Linked DNA regions of Sus scrofa: region 2 is linked to region 1. Evidence: chromatin contacts called from public Hi-C data. All regions are on one chromosome and are shown on one strand. Each heading gives the region's core, a stretch centred on a gene start, on an enhancer-like site or on the middle of the called end of the contact. The rest is flanking DNA. Distances are from core to core; before and after follow the strand shown. Region 1 overlaps PFKFB3 (6-phosphofructo-2-kinase/fructose-2,6-bisphosphatase 3). Region 2 has its middle 20 kb from the start of AKR1E2.

Region 1 (6,199 bases), core at 982-3,481:
AAGGTAAACATTTGGGGCACGAGGTGTAGAACCCCCATGCCTGCCAGCCCCTCTGAGCAGCAGGCTTGTCCTCATCCCCAGTCACAGGAGCAGATAAGCCACAGGCAGCACCTAAAAAGGAGGAGAAAGGAAAAGAAAAAAAAATATGTGAGGAAAACCAGCATCAGAAGAGAAACCGCAAGTGTAACATGTATGAACCATCAAGACACAGAGTGCGCAGCGGACACAGGACACAGAGTCAGACGTGTAGGGCTGATGAATGATCACAGCTGAGGTCAAAGTGTCATGAAGAGGCGGCAGCTGCAGCCTTGCTTCAGGGCGTGGTCCCCATGGCCCTGACCGGGGGGCTTGTTAGAGATGCAGACCACGCCTCACCCTGGCGTGACTAGAACAGAACCCCAGTTCCCCAAGATCCACAGGTGATGTGTTTACCCACTGATGTCCTTGGAGCACTGAGCTAGAGCGCCTGGCGTCTGAAACTTGGATGGTTGGAAGAAAGAAAAAAGAAAGATTGGTGGACTGCCCAGCAGACGTAGATTTAGCTGAACTGAGCTGAACCGGTGGCTTTTAGTGAGTCAACTACACGGGTGAGGGGGTCTCAGTGTTGCAGCTGAGCTCTCGGCAAAAGCAGACATTAGGAGAAAATGAAGAAATATTTTCCCCTTGGAATCCTGTACTTAGTATATAATCTGCCAGTGAAACGAGAGTAAAATGGATACCTTTAGGAGGGCAAAGATTCAGAAAAGTTACCACCCTGGAGCCTCGGGCAGGGTGGGGGCCTGGGAGTGAAGGGGGACCATGGATGAGGGAGGTTATCTGACAGAATAGCAGGAAGCCCAGAGGAAATAAAGAATTACCGTTATAAGATACAAGGAAGAGGAGTGAATAATGAAATAGCAAACCTAGATTAGTTTTCAGGAACTCCTGGTGTATAATTTTAAAATATTTATAACGACTATAAAATGTTTAGTTGTAAATATTTAAAATATGTATAACATAATTTAAAATATTTAGTTTTAATTATTTAAGAGTTATGGTAATATCCTAGGTAATCTCAAAGCAGAAGGTGGCAGAGGGCAGTGAAGACGGAGGAATAAAAGCCTATGTGGACTGGATGTCAACGTTTCCCTCGTACAAACCGAAAGGAGAGGAAAGATGATTTTCCCTCTCCCCTTCTAGGTCTTAAACCCACAAAGATCCCTATCTGGGGACGTGAAAAGGCTGCCGGGCAGCTGAGGCTTATACACCCTCCTGAGCTAAGCACAGGGAAGGGGTCTGGGGCCTTCCCAGGGGAGGAAAGCAATTCACTAGGAGGTGGCAGAGGAAAGGTGTCATTAACAAAGTGTGGTGTCGACCCCGCCCTACAGCCAAGTCTCTAAGGTGAGGAACAGGCTCCCTTTCTAATGTAAATTTCCCTTACAAAAGGGTAGCCTCTCTGTTTTCGAAGCTTCTCCCGGGTCCGCAGTTTCGCAAAAATAACCAGCTCAAAATAACCCTTATGCCAAGAGGCATATTTTGGGGCGGCTATTCCGCCGCCCAGGACACACCTCCCGGCCCCTGACTCTGGGGATGGAGGTGGCCGGGGTCGTGGGATAAGGAGGGCCAGGCGGAGGGCGGGTCTCTGCGGCGTCTCCCGGCGGGGAGGCCCGGGAGGAGCCTGCAGGTGCTCGCCGCCCTGCCCCAGCCGCCAGCCACCGCCTCGCCCGCCGGGGGCTGCTGTCCGGCGCGAGTTCAGCTGCGCCGGGCCTCCGGGGAGAGGTCACTCCGGGACACGCGGCGGCGGCGGCCCAGGGAGGGCGGGGCCTGGCAGGGGCGGGGCCGGGCGGGCGGGCCGGCGCGCGGATTGGCTGCAGGCGCGGCGCACGGGCTGGTCAGCGCGCGCCCCGCCCCGCCCCACCGCGCTGCACGCCGCGTTCACGTGGCGCCACCCCAGCCTGCCCCGCGGCGCGGGTGCTGCACGTGGGCGCGGCGTGCATCCCGCGCTGCCGGCGGGCGCCCAGGGCTGGCTTCGCGTTTCCCCTCCCCGCGGCCTCGTTTCCCTTTCCGGCCAGGGGGTTTTTCCGAGAAGGCCTGGGAGCGGCCGTGGGTTGTCAAACCGCCCGAGGAAATAGGCCGGCAGGTGGCTCGCCGAATCCAGGGCGGGGCGGCATGCGCGCCGCTGAAAGGGAGGGGGAGCCGGGAGGCAGGCGAAAGAGTGGGAGGCTGCGTTAGCGCATGCTGTGTTTTTATCTAGCGGAGGTAAACAGTGCAAGTGCCTGGCGTTGTTTTTTCCTGCCTGGCAGAGAGGTACCAGACCCGCTGGTGCTGGACGTGATGTTCCCTTTAACAGTATGTAAACAGCCCGCACAGCCGCCCTGGGGAAACGCATCCCGAGGGTGGGTGGGGGGGCGCTCAGTGAACCCCGGAAACTGCCGGCACCTCTTGCATGAAAGCTCTCCCGGCCCCTAGGTTCCCCAGGTGCCGAGCTGCGAAACTCCGCTTCCCTCCTCCAGGGCCTAGAATGAACCGGGATCCTGGTCATGCCTGGCCCTTCCTTAAGGGGGTATGGAGTTAACCTTCAGAGAGTGACTCAGCTAGTGGAGGGTCTGGAAACCACGTCATGTGAGGAGGGGTTGAAGAACTGGGGTGTTTAGCCTACTCAGGACAGGCCCCAGGCTCACCTGAGCCCAGATAGAAATATGTGAAGGGCTCTCAGGTGAACAAGAGATTGCACTGGGCTCGTACTGCCTGAGGGGCAGAGGGACAGAACAGAGATGTTTACGAGAGGGGAATTTCAGGTCAATTACAGAGAAGGGGCACGAAAGAACGTTGTTGGAGTTTTCTCCAGGAATCTGGTACAGCGAGGCGTTTCCATATCAGAAGAAAAATGGTGGAGCCAAGATGCAGGCCCTGATCTGCCAGGCTCCCCTAGCCTTTGCCTTTTCGTGATGCATCCGTCTTAGCAGAGTGGGGGTAATGTCAGTGCCACAGAGCTTCTGCTCTGATAGGGTGCCCTGAACTAGAAGACTCATCAGGCCCTGCTAACTGTGTCACCTACTCTCTACCTCGGACGAAGGGGGAGGTTGTCCTGGGCTGGACAAGGATGCCAGGGCTCCCTGAGAAGAAGGTGGCTCACCAGCTCATCAGCAAGTCCGCTTTTCCAGCAGGGGCACACCTCTGATCCATTGTCCCGCCACACTTGTTAAAACAGTCTTCACTTTGAGTCCAACACAGGCGATCACAGTATCCAACTGCCCCCACCGTTGTTCCTGCTTCCTGCCCCTTTTGAAACTGACAGCACAGACGTCTGAACCCAGCCAGGACACAGATTGGGACTTAAACCCACAGTTTTGTTTTTTGTTGTTTTTTTTTTTTTTTTTTTTTTTTCTTTTTGCCATTTCTTGGGCCGCTCCCGCGGCATATGGAGGTTCCCAGGCTAGGGGTCGAATCGGAGCTGTAGCCACCAGCCTACGCCAGAGCCACAGCAACGCGGGATCCGAGCCGCATCTGTGACCTACATCACAGCTCACGGCAACGCCGGAACCTTGACCCACTGAGCAAGGGCAGGGACCGAACCCGCAACCTCATGGTTCCTAGTCGGATTCGTTAACCACTGCACCTCGCCGGGAACTCCAAACCCACAGTTTTAAATTAGAATCGCTCACCCCGTGTCTGGACTCACTGAGTTCAGGTCCCTCCTGTCCCCTCGCAGAAGGATTCAGCGAGAGACGAAGTGATGGGCAAGAAATAGATTATTAGGGTAGGACGCTTGTGAGAGATGCCAGCGGGCAGGCACGGAAGCTCTGCCCTGAGGATCTGGTGGGCTACAGCTTTATCCTTCAAGGGGCCTGGGGGTCGGAAAGGCCCGCCTCTTCCTTTCTGGGAGTAGCAGCTCCTCCTTGGTCTCTGTAAGGTGTGTATGCAGATCCGCACAGGGTGGTCCTCAAACTCCCGCCCTTGGTCTGAGTCTGAATCCAGGCCTCAGCCCATCCCCCACCCACGACCTGAGGCCGTTCTCGCGCCTCCACTAGTCAAGCAAGCCTGCCTTGTGCGGAGGGCTTTTTTGAGCAATTTATTAACTTACAGTGATGTCCCAAAGTCCCTTAATAAGTTCCACATCAGGACCTCTACGACTACCTGTGCCCACTCCATCCCTGTTACTTTTGTCACATCTGCCACTCTCTTATCTACTCCATGTGCTTAGACCTGGCTGTTAGTGGGAGCAACCAGGGAGGAGCTGGGGGCTGGGGGAGCGAGTGACTCTGACCTGAGTGCACACCAGCCTGCCAGGCTGCACCCTAAAACTCAGGGGGAGGCACCTGCTGGGCTGGGAGGCTTCACTCTGTGGCCCTCAGTGCCTCATGGTTCAGACTTTGAGCCTGTGGAGAAGATGCGTAGAGGAGGTAGGCCCCCCCCCCCCCCCGAGGTCCCAGGTCCACTTTGTGGATTCTTGATTTCATGCTTGCTTTCTTTCCTTTTTCTTTTCTTTTTCTTTTTTTTTTTCTAGGGCCCCACCTGTAGCATGTAGAAGTTCTCAGGCTAGGGGTCGAATCAGAGCTTCAGGTGAGACCGACACCACAGCCACAGCAGTGCCGGGTCTGAGCCATGTCTTCAGCCTACACCACAACTCATGGCAACGCTGGATCCTTAACCCGCTGAGCAAGGCCAGGGATCAAACCCACATCCTCATGGATCCTCATTGGCTTTGTTACTGCTGAGCCATGACGGGAACTCGGTTCCTGCTTTCTGAAAAGACACGAGCACTTGAGTTGATGTTTGTCTCTGCTGCCTTTATTTATTTATTTATTTATCGTCTTTTTGTCTTTTCTAGGGCCGCACCCACGGCATATGGAGGTTCCCAGACTAGGGGTCAAATCAGAGCTATAGCTCCCAGCCTACACCACAGTCACAGCAACACGGGAGCCGAGCCGCATCTGCGACCTACACCACAGCTCACGGCAACGCCAGATCCTTCGCCCATTGAGCAAGGCCAGGGCTTGAACCTGCAACCTCATGGCTCCTCGTTGGATTCATTCGTTAACCACTGAGCCACGACGGGAACTCCTCTGCTGCCTTTAAATTGTTCAGTGTGTCCTATTTTAGTATCTTTGGGAAGGAGGTAAAGATATGAAGTGTGTATAAAGAGGCCATGTCTTGTTTTTCTTGGATCTCCAGGGGACCTGGTTACAGTTTTTAGTCAAAGATCCAGCCAGAAAATAACAAACTGAGCCCTCTTCTCCCAGAGGAATTTGCCTGAAGCAGTGTCTGCCCTGAACAGTTTTCTGGGCTCTGGAAGCGGTCTGTGGGGGGCCACGCTCCTTCTAGTAAGTCTCCTGACTTGGAGGTTAGGGAGCTGGTAGACTCAGGCATCCTCAGTAGCTGCAGAATAGACCGGTGGTTTTGATTTTAATCTTAGGCCTTTGTGTCTGTTCTTCTGGCCACCGGGGGAGGGGTGCCTGTGGGTGTGTGTGGGGGGGTGTGGGTGTGCGGCGTGCGTGCGTGCAAACTTGCCTCTGCTGGCTGGTGAGGGTAGGTGTGGGAGAGGAGCAGGGAGCAAACCCTCCTAAAATGTTGGCGTCCTTAAATGCACATGCCCCCGTGGGAAAGTGCCACAAAATTGCCCACAAAGACCAGAGACCCCAGGGAGGACTGGCCCCAGCCTGACTCTCAATTTCATGTTTTTATAAGGTTTTTGCTTTGTAGATGTGCGTTCGCGTTTCCTTAAAGCTTCCCCAGCGCCTTTGAGGTCCTGGGTCTGTTTGCAGAGAAGGTTGAAATACGGTGGTGTGGGTGGCTTCCTCTCTGGAAAGACTTGACTTTTCCTATCCCCTATTTGCATGAACCTTAAATTACTAACATTTTGGGAGTCTTTTTGGCACTGAACTTCCTGGACTTGTGTTTGTGGTTATTTTGAAGTGGCGGGGACCCGGGGGATGGGGGACGTGCCCTGGGGGCCCACCCGCAGTTCTCTAAGGAGGAGACCCTGTTTACTGTCCGCCGGAGCTCCGGAAATAGACACCCACCCCAGATGGGAGGCGGCGGGCCCAGAAGCCATGACAAAACCTCTGTAGTTTGATTCTCATCTGATCGTCAGCGACTTCTTGGGTTGTTTGTGGGTCTGAAGTCAGAGGGCGGATTGCTTTTGCATCAAAAGAGAACCTTGTCTGCCAGCTTCCTCCCACCCTCCTCCACTCCCATTGAAGTTTCCCTTCCTGTTCCT
Region 2 (5,910 bases), core at 1,935-4,434, 880 kb before region 1:
AAAGCCCAGGTAGAGTTGGCCCTTTCAACCCCCAAATATCTTGCTCCTGCAAAATTGAATGTGCTCTCTCTCTCTCTCTCTCTCTCTCTCTCTCTCTCTCTCTCTCTCTCTCTCTCTCTCTCTCTCTCTCACATGCACACACACACACACACCAGGTATATAACTCTCAATCCTCTATATTTACAGTGCTGGGATTTTCCTCGTCTAGTCTCTCTTGCACAATATTTCCAAAATAATCGTTCCCTTGCTAGGTTCAAAAGGGAAACTGAAAGCACTAACAGCCTGAACCTAGCTGGAACACACACTGTTCTCGAACCCAGCCTAAACCCAGGTTAGGACTTGAACCCATGGTTTTAAATTAGAATCGCTCACTGAGGTTCAGGTTCTTCATGCCTCCTCGCAGAAGGATCAGCGAGAGACAAAGTGATAGGCAAGAAATAGATTCATTAGGATTGGACGCTTCTGAGAGATGCAAGTGGGCGGGCATGGAAGCTCTGCCCCAGGATCTGGTGGGCTAGGGTTTTATCATCCAAGGGGAGTGGGGATTGGAAAGGCCCACCTCTTCCTTTCTGGGAGTAGCAGCTCCTCCTTGGTATCTGGTAAGGTGTGTATGCAAATCAGCAGAAGGATGGTCCTCAAACTCCCGCCCTTGGTCTGAATCTGAATCCAGGCCTCATCCCACCCCCCACCCAACAACCTGAGGCAATTCTCATGCCTCCACTAGTCTAGTCGGGCAAGGCTGCCTTGTGCTGATGGCTTTGGGGGCAGTTTATTACCTTACTGTGACCTCCCAACATCCCCTAGGTTTCCCTCTCTCGCTACGATCCTTTGTTGGGACGTCCCCAGCCACCTGCGCCAACTCCGTCCCTATCAGAGCACAGTCTGAGAACTTGAGGTGAGCGCAGTCACTGAGAACTCAAAGCACCGTCTATGTGGCTTTAATCCACCCTTTCCATTCCTAGATTCCACTTTGGCCCCAAAGGAATGCGAGATTTATTTTTACAGCTTCATCTCTCGCCTCCATGAAGCCTCCTGCGCAGGTCAGACACAAGTTACTGCTCTTCTTCATGCCTTTATGGATACTGTCGTCCTAATTCATGTCTGTAGGGCCAGCTCCTTTGGTAGCATCTGAGCATTCGCAGTTGTGGTTTTAAAAACTATTTTTAAAAATTCACACTTATGGAGTTCCCGTCGTGGCACAACTAGGAGCCATGAGGTTGCGGGTTCGATCCCTGGCCTCGCTCAGTGGGTTAAGGATCTATTGTTGCCATGAGCTGTAGCAGACATGGCTTGGATCCTGCATTGCTGCGGCTGTGGTGTAGGCCGGCAGCTGTAGCTCTGATTTGACCCCTAGCCTGGGAACCTCCGTATGACACGGTGTGGTCCTAAAAAGACAGGAAAAAAAAATTCACACATATATCAATTCCATATATATATATAATTATATATGTTATAATATAATTCCATATATATGAATTCACCAAGTGCAAGAACCCTGTTTCACACCAGCTTACAGTTCTGAATGCACCCGGCACTGTGCTTTTGCTGGTAGATGACAATCCATGCAGCTTTTATTTGATTCCTTGAAGTCAGTGGGATAACGTGCTCTTAAGAGGTCAGAAGATGTGATTTTTGGTGAGAGGAATACTAGGGAGATGGAATGGAGGAAAGGCTGATCCTTCATTAAGTTCTGAAGAAAAATGGTCATGTAATTAGGCCAAGCAGGAAGAGCAAACTCAAGACAAAAGAATAATTTGATGGCAGTTCCTTGGTGGCACAACTGGTTAAGGATCAGCATTGGCACTGCAGCAGCTTGGGTCGCTGCTGGAGCGTGGATTCGATTCCTGGCCTGGGAACTTCCACATGCCACAGGTGCAGCAACAAAAAAAAAAAGAAAAGAAAAAAATTGAACCAAAGCTAGACTCCAAAATGTTCACAAAAACTCTGTGACAGGGAAGCATTTTGGCTGGATTGGAGTGGGATGTGTTAGCTCTTGTCAAGGAAAATTAAGATGCCCTAACTTTTTTTTTTTTTTTTTTTTTCAGTAACGGGAAACTCACAGCAGTTCGTGAACATCTCTGGGGTGAGGTTTCATGATGAATCACTTGGGAAAATCTGGAGGTGTCTTGTACAGACCGGCACCCAGATTCTGGAGTCAGATGGTCTGAGGCCCAGTCCCATCTCCATCACTCACGGGCTCTGTGACTTGGGGTAATTAGCCCAGCCTTTCAATGCCTCGAGTTGTTAGCCCCCAAAGGCGGTTATAATCCTATCTCAGACGGATGTTCTCATATTATGGTTATTTTTAAGGGCTTATGGCGAAGGGGGAGGCTGCAGAGGGAGGGCTGTACAGGTTTGGGAGAAGAGCCACCAGGAAAAGAAAGATAGAGTCAATGGTAGTAGCAGCCACAGAGAGTTAATTACCTCCAATCCTGTGTGGAAGTAGCCATAGCTCAGGGAGTTCTCCTGCATCTCCAGCTACAAATAGTGCAAAACAGCATCCTTTAACCACAGAGTAATTGTACGCTAACTAAATTTCAACAAAAGCAACAAAAACCCCGAAATGGTGCTTTACCTGTAATTAAAAGAGTGATATTCAAAATCTTAGTGCAGCTTCTCAGATGTCATCTAGTACAACTTGGAAGCTTAATAGGATAAACGAACAAACAAAAAAGCCCAGCATAACCAACAAACAGCAACAAACAAATCACAGCTCTTTTTGGCCTGAGAATCGGCAATGGTTTTAAGAATGAGCCTCACTTAGCGTAAAATGCCCTTAACATTCACCCAATGTTTTTATTCGTTTTCACATTATTGTGGATTTTTAATGAGATATAGAGATCAATACATATGTAAAAAGACCAGTTGTCCTTTGACCTCAAAAAAATAGAGACATAATTCTTAGGGGGGCCATCGGACCTGACTTGCTAGGCGACACCCAAACTCTAATCAGACTTACAATCTAGAAGGCTGATCCCTCCCCTACCCGTGGGCTGCCTTGGAGACCAGCTAAAGTCACCTGTCACGGGATGTTTCTTTACAACTTCCCCCCACCCCTAAACCACTATCCACCTTCCTAAGAGATTGGCTCCCCCTAACCCTTGAATACTGACCTAGCCCAAGAACAAAGCTGGGCTAGAAATAGAAGCTACCCCATTTCCTATATAACTAACTGCTCCCAAAGCAGCGGGGAGGCTGCGTTCTCTCTCAGCGCTCCTGGCCTGTCTGTTGGTCAATAGAACTCGCTGGAAGTCTTGGCCCTCCTGCCTCTTTCATCTTATGATCTAACAATAATTATCAAGCGTATCTTTAAGGAGCCCTGGCAGAAGCTCTCACTTCCTGTTTGAAAAGACACGGTCATCTGCAGCTCAAATCCTCAACACCCTGCAAACGCAGGGCTTACTTTAAAAAGCACGAGAAAATGTTGCTCTAAGAAAATCATTGAATTTCGCGTTCAGTTTTCATGATTGTTTGGCTAAGCTTCTGACACAACCATGACTTGCCCACATTTCTAAATCATTCAGACTGAAGGGGAAAAAAAAGCCTTTGGACAGAGATAACTCCAAAACATGCGATTGAAAATGTGATATTTTGCAGAGTCAGATAGACTTTTCCTGCTTAGAAAATATGTTCTCTGTAACACAGATGTGTTTTTCAAAGCCTCGGAATTTCCTCCTTTGAAAATATGTTGAGCCAACTGAATTTTTAAAGAAAATAATTATGTGCTGAATTTAGCTCTGCTGAAAGAGCACGCAAGAACTGCAATCATGCTCTTTGTAAGTGTTTTAAAGTTTTCCTGGAGTTTATCACGTGAGGTTGTGCTGAAGGAATCAAGTACCTGGATTAACATAAATTTTGATTTTTAAAAGGATGAGATGGGGCAGAGGTGGAAAAAAAATGTGCCGACATGTTCATTATTGTTAATCCTCAGAATCTGATAACCTCAGTTTATAACGTTCAAAATCCTTTTTGGTCATTATTTGTTATGTGTTTATTGTTAAGGGATCCCTAGTAAACTAAAGATGAATAGTGGATAACTGTGACGATGCTAAGAATGTCCCTTTATGTGTTTCAAGTTTGAGGAGTTACAAATACAGCCAGAAGGAACGATTTGCATTCCCAAGCAGCAGTGTGGATGAGAGTTTCATTTGCTCAGTTCTGGTTCTTTGTTTTTTTTTTTTTTTTTTTTTTAGTCTTTTTGCCATTTCTTGGGCCACTCCCACTGCAAATGGAGGTCTGGGAACCCAGGCTAGGGGTTGAATCTGAGCTGTAGCCACCGGCCTAGGCCACAGCCACAGCAACGCAGGATCCGAGCCACGCCTGCAACCTACACCACAGCTCACGGCAACGCCGGATCTTTAACTCACTGAGCAAGGCCAAGGATCAAACCTGCATGGTTTGATCTCATGGTTCCTATAGTTGGATTTGTTAACCACTGAGCCACGATGGGAATGCCTCAGTTCTGGTTTTTATTGTTGTTGTGCCTATGTTGTGGTAATTCGTTGTGGTTTAATCTGAATTTCTCTCATCCTTAAAGATCTTGAGCATCTTTTCATGTGCTTGTTTGCTATTCATATATCTTATTTGGTGAAGTGTCTGTTCAAATCTTTTGCCTCGTTTTTACCTGCTTCTGCTCTTTCACCACTGGATTTTGAAAATAGTTCTATATTCTGAATTCTAAAGACTTATTAAATACGTTTCTATATAAGTTTCTCTTAGTTTATGGCTTGTCTTTTCCTTAACAGTGCCTTTCAGAAAAAACTCGGGAGTTTTTTTCTGCTTCTTCGTTGAAGGGTGTTCTCTTGGTGTTCCATCCAAGAAATCTCTCCTAAACTCAAGGTCACAACGTTTTTCTCCTTTTTTTACTCCTAGAATTCTTTTTCTATTGAGGGCCGCACCTGCAGCACATGGGAGTTCCCAGGCTGGGGGTCCAATTGGAGCTGCAGGTGCCTGCCTACACCACAGCCACAGCAACACCAGAATCAAGCCTCATCTGTGAGCTGTGCTGCAGCTGGTGGCAATGCTGAATCCTTGACCCACCAAGTGAAGCCAGGGATTGAACCTGCATCCTCATGGACACTATGTTGGGTTCTTAACCCACTGACCACACAGGAACTCCTGACATTTGATGCGTTGTAACATTTAGGTCTAAGATGCATTTTGAGTTAACTCGTGCATACATTGCAAAGTGTGGGCCAAAGATCACTGTTTTTGTGCATGGATGCCCCCAGAACCATCTATTGAGACTATTCTTGGATGAAATTACCTTTGCTACTTTGCAGAAAATCAATCAATTTGCAATATTTAGCAGGTCCATTTCTGTATTCTTCTCAGTTCCTCTGATTCATGAGTCCATCCTTTAGCTGATAACACACTGTCTACTGAAACCTTATCAGAAGGTTTGGAGCCTGGAATTGTCAGCCCTCCAAATTTTTCTCTCCTTTTCCAAAATGGTTTGGGCTATTCAGTTCCTTCGAATTGCCATTAAAGTTTTAGAAATATCTTGCCAATTCTTATGAAAAATCCCGTGTGATTTTGACTCAGATTGTGCTAAGTTTCTATATTGATTTGGGGAGAATTGGCGTGATCACCTATTCAGTTTCCTCTTTTCCGAACAGATCAAACCTCTGTGTTTTAGAAAGTTTCCTTTCAGTGTTTCACTCGTAAGTGTTTTGTGGTTTTGACATACAGATCAGGCCCACATCGTTAGATGGAAACTTAAGTATTTCATGTTTTATGGTGCTACTGAAAATGGTCTACTTTTAAATTTCAACAATTGTTCATTGCTATCACGTAGGCATGCTGTTGCTTTTTAAATATTGATTTGCTGTATTATTCATGTGTTTGTTCTAGTAGCTTATTCTGTACATTCCTTTGGGATTTTCTGCTTAGTGGGTTAAGCTGTGAATA

Evidence for each region. Hi-C and Micro-C count contacts between places; a contact is called where the count stands out from the background.
Region 2: a Hi-C map of retroperitoneal adipose tissue shows a contact between it and region 1, with 10 times the contacts expected there. The contact joins two enhancer-like sites. A contact is called at or near these places in 2 of 47 Hi-C or Micro-C datasets (liver and retroperitoneal adipose tissue).

Annotation. Positions count from the first base shown.
Region 1 is chr10:64,834,118-64,840,316 of Sscrofa11.1, reverse strand. The region is part of intron 1 of PFKFB3 (6-phosphofructo-2-kinase/fructose-2,6-bisphosphatase 3); the gene reads left to right. Among named protein-coding and RNA genes, the nearest start is that of PFKFB3, 22 kb to the left of the region's middle. Within about 2 kb of position 2,231, at least 67 of the 83 cell types and tissues checked have an H3K27ac peak or open chromatin away from gene starts, as enhancers often do. A contact at or near this core is called in retroperitoneal adipose tissue, where this site is marked.
Region 2 is chr10:65,710,390-65,716,299 of Sscrofa11.1, reverse strand. No RefSeq gene overlaps it. Among named protein-coding and RNA genes, the nearest start is that of AKR1E2, 20 kb to the right of the region's middle. Within about 2 kb of position 3,184, at least 1 of the 83 cell types and tissues checked has an H3K27ac peak or open chromatin away from gene starts, as enhancers often do. A contact at or near this core is called in retroperitoneal adipose tissue, where this site is marked.